Linked DNA regions of Mus musculus: region 1 is linked to region 2. The links are chromatin contacts, called in public promoter capture Hi-C maps. All regions are on one chromosome and are shown on one strand. Each heading gives the region's core, a stretch centred on a gene start, on an enhancer-like site or on the middle of the called end of the contact. The rest is flanking DNA. Distances are from core to core; before and after follow the strand shown.

What was found. Capture Hi-C pulls out chosen DNA fragments and counts their contacts.
Region 1: a promoter capture Hi-C map of adipose tissue shows a contact between it and region 2. The contact joins the promoter of Ecm1 here to the promoter of Ctsk in region 2. A contact is called at or near these places in 19 of 39 promoter capture datasets (the C10 cell line, the HPC-7 cell line, HPC-7-derived erythroid cells and 13 more), 3 of 15 datasets of contacts at CTCF or cohesin (large pre-B cells, pro-B cells and stem cell-derived epiblast-like cells), 8 of 484 Hi-C or Micro-C datasets (embryonic stem cells, forebrain, liver and 4 more), 7 of 115 datasets of contacts at active chromatin or transcription factors (bone marrow-derived macrophages, embryonic stem cells, pancreatic cancer cells and 1 more) and 4 of 9 other capture datasets (adipose tissue, liver, macrophages and 1 more).

The regions. Positions count from the first base shown.
Region 1 is chr3:95,734,805-95,741,011 of GRCm38.p6, reverse strand. It overlaps Ecm1 (extracellular matrix protein 1), which reads left to right and starts at 1,443. Exons shown (of 11, transcript NM_007899.3): 1 at 1,443-1,639; 2 at 2,711-2,773; 3 at 2,896-3,000; 4 at 3,124-3,204; 5 at 3,299-3,379; 6 at 3,955-3,999; 7 at 4,221-4,540; 8 at 4,791-5,165; 9 at 5,593-5,813; 10 at 6,102-6,189. The coding sequence starts at 1,570. Tars2 (threonyl-tRNA synthetase 2, mitochondrial (putative)) reads left to right here. Exons shown (of 18, transcript NM_027931.3): 18 at 693-1,038. The coding sequence ends at 841. Mir7014 (microRNA 7014) reads left to right here and starts at 6,039; the gene lies at 6,039-6,101.
Region 2 is chr3:95,494,482-95,500,694 of GRCm38.p6, reverse strand. It overlaps Ctsk (cathepsin K), which reads right to left and starts at 1,485. Exons shown (of 8, transcript NM_007802.4): 1 at 1,359-1,485. It overlaps Arnt (aryl hydrocarbon receptor nuclear translocator), which reads right to left. Exons shown (of 22, transcript NM_001037737.2): 21 at 6,082-6,213; 22 at 3,455-5,391. The coding sequence ends at 5,302.

The sequences.
Region 1 (6,207 bases), core at 194-2,693, 240 kb before region 2:
TCCCAGGATTTGGCAGGTACAGGAGGGAGGGCAAACATGTGAGGCCACTGTGGGCTGTATGTAGCAAGATTATCAGTGAACCAGAAGCTGTAGTGCTCTGTGGTGGAGCACTGGCCTCCAATGAGTTAGGTCCCAGCACCAAAACCAATAAAGGCATTAATTAATTGCCTTGTTTATTGTTGTGTGGGTGGAGGCAGCTCTAGGGGACAAGAAAGGTCTTAGGGAAGGAAGTTGCTCCTGACTCTTGGGCCTCTGGAAGCAAGAAGCAGAAACTCCTAGCCAGACCGCCTGACTGGGGCATCACGCATGCCCGTTGCCTTGGCAGCACTGAGAGCAAGCCCCGCCCTGCTGTTTCCCCTTCCTGTACCGTACCCCTCCCCCCAGGTCACACACATACAGTTTTTCTTTTTGTGTAGCTCTCCATGTTTGTCTCTGTCTAACTGACTCTGTATCTCCCAGCCCTGGGCTCCTGACCTGCAGGGAGAGGGGAGTAAAGCCCGGCCCACTTCCTTATCTCATCAGAGTGGACAGTCAGCAGCAGGGCAGGCGAGCTAAGCATGGGCTTCAGCCACGGCTAGGCTCTGCTCCTACCTTTCCTAAAGATTCAGGAGTTTGAAGTTTCTGCAAAGCAAAAGGAAACAACCCATAGGGTGACTTTTGCTTGGGTTTGCAAATCTTTCCTCTTCCTGCAGTGGTTGGCCAGAGAGAGCAGAGTCAAAGGACAGTGAACGTACGCACGCGAGATAACCGGCAGCTCGGGGAGCGAGACCTGGCCGAGTCCGTGCAGAGACTGCTGGAGTTACAGAACGCCAGGGTCCCCAATGCAGAAGAAGTGTTCTGAGTCATGTCCATTGGTGATGTACAGACTCATGAGAGCCGTCCGTCCCTTTCCACGGGACAGTAACCCAGCTGGCAGCCCCGCATGTCCCCGAGGCCTCAGAACTGCTCTCTGAAAATAGACATGGTGTGGGGGCTCCCCACAGAAAGGAATGCTGTACTGACTGGATAGAAGGAGAATAAAAATATACTTGAAGCCAAGGCTGTGCCTTCATCTGAGTCCGAATGCTTTACTCCCTCTTTCCCAGACCTGAGGCAAAGGGATACTGAGGCCTCTGACCAGCAAGGGCACTGCCTCAGGCAGCCATTCTCCTCCCACTCCCACTCAGGAGAGTGTCAGATCCATTCTTTATAAAGGACAGTATGCAGATGGGAAACTGAGGCACAAATTAAGGGTCCAGATGACAACTTGCTCCATGATCCTCTGCATCAGTTTGGAGGGGATCCAGGAGTGCTCCCTTCCATCACCTCCATTCTTCCCAGGCTAAGGAGGCTCCAGGAGTCTGGGAGGAGTGGCTGTAAGAGGAGGAGCAGCAGGGACTGAGTCATGGCAGGAAACAGGGGGGCGGGAGATAGCATATAAAGAGAGACAGACAGCAGGCCTTGAAGTTCACAACGGCAGTAGCAACAGCCAGGGGAGCAGGCTTGCAGCAAGTGGCCCAACCCCTTCAAGTCTAGATCTGCCTGTGACAACCAGCTTCTGGGTGACCAGTGACCAGTTCTTGCCCCAGGATGGGGACCGTATCCAGAGCAGCCTTGATCTTGGCCTGCTTGGCTCTTGCTTCTGCTGCCTCTGAGGGAGGTGAGTCGGGGTGGGGTCAGCAGTTGCTTAAGAGTCTGGCTCCAAAGAGCTCAGCAGTTGGGTGATTGGCTTCCTTTATATGAACATGTCACTGTGAAGTGGGGCTGAACCTTTAACCATGGAGGCTGGAACAGGAGCAGAATAGCTAGAGGTAGTTGCTAAGAAACACAAAAATTAGAGTCAAATAGACACAAGACAGGTGAGTTTACAGGGTGAGGATCCTCCTGTCAGAACACGTGAGGAGGGACGAGGAGGCAGGTGAGGAGGAAAAGAAGCCCTCGGGCTGCTAAAACTCAGCCTACCGAGCCAGGGAGCCTAGACTGGCTCACTCTGGTCAGAGGACGAGTTAGAGTTCACCCACATTCACCCCCTATTACACACACGCACTGCTTTGAAGTCTGAACAAAAGGAAATACCAACTCTGGACAGGACAGAGACTTAGATCCTTCTATAGATAGCCGTGTCTGAGACAGCTCCACCTCGCTGCTGTCCTGGTTCCTAGGTTTGTGCCTTCGGTTCAGCTCCAGATGTGAAGGTGCTTTGCCAGCCTGGTGACCTGTATTCCGTCCCAGTAACCCACATGGAAGGGGAGAAATGACTCCCACAAGTTGTCCTCTGACCTATACACATCACCACGGTGACACACTGGCCCCCTCCACACATACACAAATAATATTTTTCTTGTTTAAGAAACCTAAAATAAGCTGAGATTGAAGGGGAAGGCACTTAAACATTTGGCTAACCGTCCCACCCAAAGGCCAAAAGTATTTTTAAAGGCCTATAGGAAGAAGTTTGAAGAGAGGTGGATCCTGGAACATCAGCGCATTGGAGGGGACGGCAGCCACAAGCCCCATCCAAGGGAGATACTGACAGGAAATCAGACCTCCATTCCCAGCCACATTCTTTTAGACCCCAACTCAGAACCCAGCCACTCAGAGGGGAGGTGTGTGACAGGTGGCTCCCCCACAGCGGGCTTTCCACAGTCTCGGCCTCCACAGCCTCCCCATCCTCTGTCCAGGACCAGGAAAGGACGCCTCAAAACTGCCTGACTTTTGTCTTTCCTTCCTCTAGCCTTCAAGGCTTCAGACCAGCGAGAGATGACGCCAGAGCGCCTCTTCCAGCACCTCCATGAAGGTGAGAGCCTCAGAACTAACCAGATCGGATGAAGACGGGTGCTCAGGACAGCATGGCTGTAGAATTTGTGGGGAACAAGCATGCAATTGGGAGGCTCTGAGTGTCTCCCCTCTTGCCTCTAGTAGGTTATGCAGCACCCCCTTCCCCACCACAAACCCGGAGACTCCGAGTTGACCACTCTGTAACTTCTCTGCATGACCCTCCCCTCTTTGAGGAACAAAGAGAAGGTGAGGCTGCCCCAAAGCCCTCTCAGTTCCCGTTGAGACCTCTAATCTAGTGTACTTCCTGCTCCTCAGGAAGGGAGGGACCCCCCCACCCCACTGTCTGCCTCACAACTGCCTGTTCTGTAGTGCAGCCCCCTTCCTCTCCAGAAGACATCCCTGTGTACGAGGAAGACTGGCCCACTTTCCTAAACCCTAATGTAGATAAAGGTGAGTGCTTCCCTGCCCCCCAACCCCCGCCCACCCCACTGTGATGCTGACACTAGCCTGACCTCCCTCCCTTGTGCCCTCCCCCATCTTGCAGCTGGTCCTGCTGTCCCTCAAGAAGCCATCCCCCTGCAGAAAGAGCAGCCCCCTCCCCAAGTCCATATTGAACAGAAGGAAAGTGAGTGACTGCCTCTTTCCTGCACAGCTTTCCTGCGGAGCCCATGGGCTTGGGGAGGAGGGGCACATGGGACTTACTCTCCTGAGCTGCTCAGTCTCTATCTGTACAGTCGGTGGAATGCTTGTCTGACACAGTCCAGGCTGGCTTTCTCCCGCACTCCATCAACTGGATGTAGTGGCACTGACATGAACATCAGACCTTCAAAGGTTGTTCTTAGGCTGGGCAGTGACTTTAATTCCAGCACTCAGGAGGCAGAGGCAGGCAGAGCTCTGAGGGGTATATAGCCTGCTTGGTATATAGAGCAAGTTCCCAGACAGCCAGGGTCAGCGTTACTGAGTTCAAGGCCAGCCTGGGACATATGAGTACATGAGGCCCAGTTTTAAAGAAGGAAGAGAAGAGAAGAACGGTTGGAAACAATGCCTGTCCAACAGCTCTGTCAATGGTGTAAAATAGCAGTCGTGTTTTTTTCTGGCCTCTCTATTGTGTTCCATCGTGCATGGGAACTAGCAGGAGCCTGTGTTTTAGAGGAGCCCATCCCAACAAGCCTTTTGCTTACCCACCTCCCTCTACCCCAGTAGACCCGCCTGCCCAGCCTCAGGAGGAGATTGTCCAGAAAGAGGGTGAGTGACCACACTGGTCTGTCTGTTCCCACGGTTAGCCCCTGAGCCCCAGGAAGGAGCTAATGCTGGCCTGAGGGTCGCAGTTACCTTTTCCTTTCAGTGACCCTGAACTGAAGAAGCCCACATACTATCCCAGCCCTTTCTCTTCAACCCCAGGTCTCCCAATGCTCTATGCTCAGCCAGCCTGCATGCATTCCTCCCCACTGTTTTCTCTGTTCCAGTGAAGCCACACACCTTGGCGGGCCAGCTCCCTCCAGAGCCCCGGACTTGGAATCCAGCCCGTCACTGCCAGCAGGGACGGAGAGGTGTCTGGGGCCACCGGCTGGATGGCTTCCCTCCTGGACGGCCTTCTCCAGACAATCTGAAGCAGATCTGCCTTCCTGAGCGTCAGCATGTGATCTACGGCCCCTGGAACCTGCCGCAGACTGGCTACTCTCACCTTAGTCGCCAGGGAGAGACCCTCAATGTGCTGGAGACCGGATACTCCCGCTGCTGTCGCTGCCGCAGCGACACAAACCGCCTAGACTGTTTGAAGCTTGTGGTAAGGGTTTGGCTGCTGCTGCTGCTGGATGTGTGCGTGCATGCGTGTGTATGCGTGTGTGTGTGTGTGTGTGTGTGTGTGTGTGTGTCTGCGTGCACACGCATGAGTGCTCCACACTTCACCCGGGGTACAGATGGAGCACAGGTCGGCTGTACTGCTATTTGCCTGCCTAGAGTCCTTTCCTGGAGCCTGGGAGGAGGCAGAAATATGAACAATGAGGTACTGGGTTGACCCACCCCTCTCACTCTAGTGGGAGGATGCAATGACCCAATTTTGTGAGGCCGAATTCTCTGTCAAGACCCGCCCCCACCTGTGCTGCAGACTGCGTGGGGAGGAGCGATTCTCTTGCTTCCAGAAGGAAGCTCCTCGCCCAGACTACCTGCTCCGACCCTGCCCCGTCCACCAGAATGGCATGTCCTCAGGGCCCCAGTTGCCTTTCCCCCCGGGGTTGCCCACACCGGACAATGTCAAAAACATCTGTCTCCTGAGACGCTTCCGCGCCGTGCCACGCAACCTCCCAGCTACTGACGCCATCCAGAGGCAGCTGCAGGCTCTGACTCGGCTGGAGACGGAGTTCCAGCGCTGCTGCCGCCAGGGCCACAACCACACTTGCACATGGAAGGCCGTAAGTGGGCATCCCGGCCACCTTGGGAGCCTGTCTGCCCACCCAGCTCCAACCGCTGACTCTACAGCCATTCATCCACTTTCGTCTGCTTGTGACTGTCCGTCCCTCCGTCAATCCATCCGTCCGTTGTGTCTGTCATCCAAGTCTGTTCACCTTGAGTTTTCGTGCTTCCATCCTGACTTCATCCACCCGTGACCCCACATATGCATCTGTCTGCCGTCCATCCGTCCAGCTATGGCTTCACCCGACCCTCTGTACCTACTGGTCCAGCTCATCTCCAGTGGCCAATTAGGAGCCTCATCTGTGTTCCTCCCTTTTGACCTCCCTCTAGCTCCTGGGGCCTCATCTCATAGCTGAAAGGCTAAGGTGTGGTAAGGAGGAGGAGCCAAGCAGCAGGCTTCTTTCTCACTTCTGTCTCTCTCCACAGTGGGAGGGTACCCTGGATGGATACTGCGAGCGGGAGCTGGCTATAAAGACCCACCCCCACTCGTGCTGCCACTACCCTCCTAGTCCTGCCCGTGATGAGTGCTTCGCCCACCTAGCTCCCTATCCCAACTATGACCGGGATATCTTGACCCTTGACCTCAGCCGAGTCACCCCCAACCTCATGGGCCAGCTCTGTGGAAGTGGAAGGGTCCTTAGCAAGCAGTGAGTCCTGATACTCTTGCCTATCCACAACCTCCTCCTCCCCGGGGGTTCCCTTGGGGAGGTCAAAATCATGACTTCCCAGTTCCATTTGAGCTGTTGGGGTGAGGAGATGTTTATTTATTGTGAAAGTTTCACTCCGTGGTCAAGGCTGTTTTGAACTGGACCAATCTTCTTTCCCCTGTACTCCAAGTAATGAGATTACAGGCATAAGCCACCGACCCCAGCAGGCTTTGGGTGCTGTGGAAGGGACAGAGACCCTGAGCTCTTCCTCTTTCATACCAACCACAGTAAACAGATTCCGGGGCTGATCCAGAATATGACCATCCGCTGCTGCGAGCTTCCATATCCAGAACAGGCCTGCTGCGGCGAAGAGGAGGTGAGTGTGTGTGACCTG
Region 2 (6,213 bases), core at 236-2,735:
AATAACACACACACACACACACACACACACACACACACTAATCCTAAGGGATTCATAAACTCAAAAGAACACCACATACACACACAGACTTTCTGCCATTTCAGAGACATGGTCTTTTTATGTAAGTCTTTGCTGGCCTTGAGCTCACTATGTTAATCAAGAGGGCCTTGAATTTAAAGATCTACCCCCTCTCCCCTGTGCCAGGACTAAAGGTGTGAGCCATGCCCAAGAATCCCTTCATTTGACTGTGAGACAGGCACACTTGGCTGTATATGGAAAACAAGGAATTGCAGGTGATTCTCACATAAAACAGACAGAAGTTCAGGAGGTGCCGGATCATCTGACTTAATCATTGTAACTCCCGTATGTTCCACCAACACTGCACACACTTTAGGCAACCGCAGTGCGTAGAAGTAACTGGGAAAGGCTCGGCAGCTCTTATGCCACCCCCACCCCACCCCCGTATCCCAGGTAAGGGTGCACATAAACAGAATAAGCACAGTGAGCGTGGTTACAGAGCCAGAGTTCTAGCTACAGTACACTTCAGGCTTTGTGCATAGTATTCTTCCTTGCCTACACCCAGATCTTGCCAGGAGAGGACAGGACCATTTTGATGGTATTTACGTTCACTGTATCTTCATTTGCCTTGTCCACTTTTTTCTTTCCACCTCCTCTCCTTTAGGCAGGAAACAGCTCTGATCATAACCAGATGTCACGGGTAAGTAGCTGTTCTTTTCTCTTTTCTTTTTTCCAAACAGCGACGTGGCTGCTTTACAGGGTGAAAGCCTCAGACACGAATGGAGGTGGAAGATGGAAGGACAGTATTCCGTAATGACCTAAGTTCACAGCTCACAGCTTTTCAGCATCTGCTCTGGCCCCATTAATTTCTTGTGTTGGCTTAATTGCAAGTTCTTAAGTTTAAAAACCATTTCCCACCAGCAGCACATCATATGACTTGTGCAACACTGACGACATTTCATCTACTCTTTGCAAAGCAACAGACTACCCAGCAGAGCACCAGTAACCGGGGTGTGACAGGCTTGCGGGTGGCTGTGAATTCTTCTTCTTCCCCAGGAGTTGGTTAACTCTTAAGTTAAACAGAACTCAGAAAGAGCCCACGCTTGAGACAGGCTTACAGAATCCTCTTCCTCTGATTATACCAACAGCCACATATTCATTCACATAGAAAATCCTAAAGATTTCCATACACATTTAGCTAGAAAATAAACTAAGGATTATGTTGTTATTCAGGGAACTTAAATTATTTGATCCCCAATTCATTATATCCTTTCTCTTCTTAAAATAAGGTTAATTGGTAGGAACAAGACGCTAAAAGATCCAGAAGTTAAAAATGTTACCTGCTGTTGAGAATCTGTTCGCTAGGCTCTTTTCGGATAGGAAGCGTGGCTACTGTGAGCGGAAGACTAAGGGTGCTAGATTTATTCGGTAAGGATTGCGGAAGTCAACTCCAGCAGTGGCTGGAAAATCTGGATAAGGGAGGGAGTCAGGGATAGGATGAAAAGGAGGAGGGGTTAGGGAGGAAGGACACACATTTGCACAATGTGTGTATACAGTATCATATGCCAGTGTGGATAGCTGCTAAGTGTTTAGTTTCATCTGACTGACTTTGGGGGGCAAAAATAAGATAGCACAATATTCAAATTGAGACTTTGGTGGGAGATTTAAGAACACAGCCCTAGTTGTCTCCATTCTTCCTCAAAATGTCTGACTGGCAATTTCCATCTTTTCAACTCATCTAGTTCTGACCCACCTCCTTACTCTGCACCATTTCCAACGTTGTGTCAGATCCTCTTCTGAGATGATGGGGGTGGAGTGAGGGAGAGGGGAGGAAAGGCTAGAAATGTAAGGCTCTAATTTAAACATTTAAAACCGTTTTGTGACTGTTTGCTATTAACTGCTTCTGGGCATGGAGTAGTTTTTCTAACCCATTATGGCTGTACATCAAGGGAGGAGCTGCCCACAAAGTCCAGGTGAGATGGTTCAAAAGTGGCCAGAAAGTCACGTGTGTGAGACAGTGCAGTAATCCCAGATATTCAGGAAGCTAAAGCAAAGCCATCACTGGCTATGGGCACACCTCTGTCCCCTCAACATACACACTGGATGGCAGGGGTGGATGGTTCTCTGTGAGGTCAATGCCACAACAGTCTACAGAGTGAGTCCAAAGTCAGCCAGAGCCATACAGTGAGACGTCTCTAAGTAAGAACTTACTTTCAAGGTCAACCTACTCTAGGCAATTTAGTGAGATCCTGTCTAAAAATAACAACGGCTGGGGCACCAGCCCAGGAATGGCACCATCCACAGTGAGCTGGGCTCTCTCCCATCAACCACTAAGAAATGCCCTACAGGGCCAGGGAGATGGCTCAGCAGTTAAAAGCACTGCCTATTCTTCCAGAGGTCCTAAGTTCAATTCCCAGCAACCACATGGTGGCTCAAAACCATCTGTAATGGGATCTGATACCCTCTTCTGGTGTGTCTGAAGACAGAGATAGTGTACTCATATACATAAACTTTACAAAAAGATTCTAGTTGCTTAAATGGAGGATAAAAGTAATTTACAAAAAGCTAAAAGAGGGTTGAGGAACATGACTCAGCGGTGGTGGGCTTTCCTAACATTATGAGGCCCAAGGATCAACACCCAACATGACAGTAAGGAAAGACAACTGACCCAATGTAGCACCTAATTATTTACAACACTTGAATCTACATTAATGGATACACGTGGGACTCTACTGCTAGACTCTCGGGTGGTAGAATGTCTGATGAGTACTGCATCTCAATCATTAAAATCCCAAACTAGGTCCAGTTACAAGAGTCTCCAAGCGCTTCCCCAAAATCCAGGCATGTGACAGATCATAAGAGTCTGACTTGGCCAACCACACCCTAAACTCCATTTACTTCCATAAACACATGTGAGGAATTAGGAAATGAGGGACTGTGAAGCACAAAGGATATTACCACAAATATAGATTCAGTTCCTAGCTGGATTCCTGGCACAGACCCCAGGATTTCTAGACCCCAGGATCTCAATGTACCACCTGAGTAGAGAGAGCCCAGATCCACATCTGAACTGTTTAAAGCTCACAATCCCTTCATCTCCTTTTAACTGGGAGAACACACTGGGGAAAGACATCAGGATGCCCCATAGTGGCTTCAAATCCAAGAACACTCCCCAGCAACTTCTGTGAGATGAGACAACCCCCACTCCCAGACAGTGTGAGCAGTAGTCTACTGACTACTCCTGATGTGTCAGGATCAGGTGGGTACACGAGAACAGGGCTAAGTGACCAGGGCCCTGTGAGCTCTGAGTCTTGAAATGAAGATTCAACTACGCTCTGTGCCTGTGTGTGTCGAGCTCACTTATGAATGCTTAGTTGTGCATGTCTGTAAAGGGGTCAGGGAGCCGCAATCAATAATATCACACAACACAACACAATTTATAAAAGAAAAAATACTTTGTTTTAAAATCTTTGCTACATGTCATTATTTTTGCCACAGTTAAGGCTTAGCACAGATGGGCAACAAGAAAAAACAATCAAAAATAAAACCGTGAAGGAAAAGCAGAGCGAGCCCCTCAGAGAAGCTTCTCCCCGCCCCCCCTTCTTCAGAAGCCCTGTAATAACTGTACATTATAGTTCAGATCACAGTTAAAAACAAGTCGGTTATTAAAAAACAAGTATTTTATTGGAAACCCAACTTTTTGGTTCAGTAAAATGTGATATAAATATATATGTATACTGTATGTGTGCACATAGAATAAAAAAATAGCCTCCTTTTCCACTCTACTGCCTGGCACCAGACTGGAGACAAACGGAGGGAAACTTAGTAACATTCCCTCAGCCTCTCCACGAGCCTCTCCTTGCCTGGGCTCCTCATGCCCCATCAATACACATAAGAGGTCTTTTCCATATTAACTTAATCTTTGACAGGAGCCAGTTTAAGGAAAAAAAAAAAAAAAAAGGCTGTTGATCTAGGAGACTCACCTGAGGACGGTAAAGGGTAAAAGCAGTTACCTGCATCTGCATTTCTATGGCTATAATTATCAAGTGACCCTGTTGGGATTTAAGTCCACCTAACACAGACTTATGTTTGTGCTCTAAAGCAAACCCCAATTTCAAGATTGCAGAAGGAGCAAAGAACACCAGACTTCAGCAGACCTAAAACTGTTTTGGTGACAGGAAGGAGAGGCTACTGTGCAGGAGGCTATTTGGTTTGCATACTCGTCAGTGAGGACTTTCACTCAAGATAGCTAATCCAAGAAGTTGAGTTTCCATGCAGAAATAACCTCTCCAGAAAAACATGTGTGACTCTGACAGAAAAATGCAGCATTATCCTTGTGGGCAAGTCTGGGATTTCTGACAGTGTTCATGTAGCCAGCCTATTTTGGTAATATCTGCAGCTCTTCCCAATGAGTTGAAAGCACCAAAGAGCAGGAGTCATCCAGCTTGATCACTGTGTCTGTAGGAGACCAACCCTAGCAACAGAAGGCTGGGGGTTGGCCTAAAGTTCCATTTTGGCTGGGTATGAATTTAAGTGCAGCAAAGACTTAATTTAAATACTCTTTGGCTGCAACACTAAATAGAAAAATACCTGAAAAAATTAATTTTCTTAGGACACTTTAAAGAGCAAGCACAAAGTCAAAGAAGATCTGGGACAAATTTTGCATATACTCTATAATAGGGAACAAAACATAGGAGCTCAAATGCCCCCCTCACCCCATCTGTCTCTGTCTCTTACTCTCTCTCTCTCTCTCTCACACACACACACACACACACACACACTCACTCACTCACTCACTCACTCACTCACAAAGATAAGTGTTCATGCTCTCTCTCAGGCCTCTTTCTGGAGACTGCTCACGTCCCAAGGCTCCACACACCCCTACTGTGTTTCATGATCCTCAGTGATGAGGGCATTTCTCCTTTCCTCCACTCCATTCAGAATTTCTATCCAAACAAGCCACAGTATCCAATTAGTGCCTGTCAGATTCTTCTGTTCTGCCCCTTGACTCCAGCACAAATCATGTCTGTGCAACTTCTGGTCAGAAGAAATAAGGACAGGAATTCAGGCCTCACCTATCCTCAAAATTTCAGAGGATCCTAAAAGCCTGGGAAATTCATTTAATTTCTTCTATAACGTTTCTTCAGCAAGTCAAGGGGTGGAAAGGGTACATATCAGGGGTGAGGGAAGGGAAGGGAGAGGAACTTTTATTCTGTTTACAAAAGATTTGCTTTTAAAAACAAACAGTGATTTCCCCCCACCCTTATCCTCACCCCAATAGTTCTATTCGGAAAAGGGGGGAAACATAGTTAGATCAGGAAATTCTTCATTGTTGTAGGTGTTGCTTTGGTCTCCCAGCATGGACAGCATTTCCTAATGAGAAAAAGGGTAGACTTGGGTCACATACCCTTATTTTAGTGAGTTCCCTTCCAGGACCCCCTTCCCCCACCCACACCACCACCATTCCTGAGCCGCACAAGTCTGCATGGCGAGTTCTCTCAACCTCCCTCTTCTGAGAACTCTTTCCTCATTCTCTGTTCTATCTTCCTCTGAGATCATTTATTTTCCTCTTTTCTTGTACTCAATATTTTTAACTGAAGAAATATGCATGCCAACATTTCATTTAACTCCTACAGGCACATCTGAAATGTGCCTAATCACATCTGTTCTCAATCAAACCCTATGTTGCCTTCCTTTGGTCTTTCTGACTGGCTTCTCTGAGATGACCACATTCAATCTTGCAGGCCCCTCAAAGGAAACAGATACTTATAGCTATGATCAGTATGTTCTACTCCATATATTTTCGTATTCTTCTATTTAAATCCATAACTACTACTTTGAGATGTAAATCTCTGTATAAAATTAAAATACCTTTCTTTAGCATCTTTGCATGTTGCTTCCCATCAGTACCTCTGCCTGGTCTGGTTACAGGCTATGTTTATAATTGCTTCAACTGCTGACATGCATCCTCTGTCTCATTCCGTTCAGCCCTAACCAATACCATGTGCTTCTTTCTTCCTCTCTTCCCTGACCGATCTCTCTCTGAAGTCTTTACCCACTCACTTGAAAGACCTCAGGCTGGCTAGGTGCTTGTGCTTGTGTCTGCTGAACATGCTGCTCACTGGAACTAGACCGATGATGGGGCTGCTGGCCCTGCCACTGTGGCCAGACACCCACGCCCTCTGCTGTCCGGGC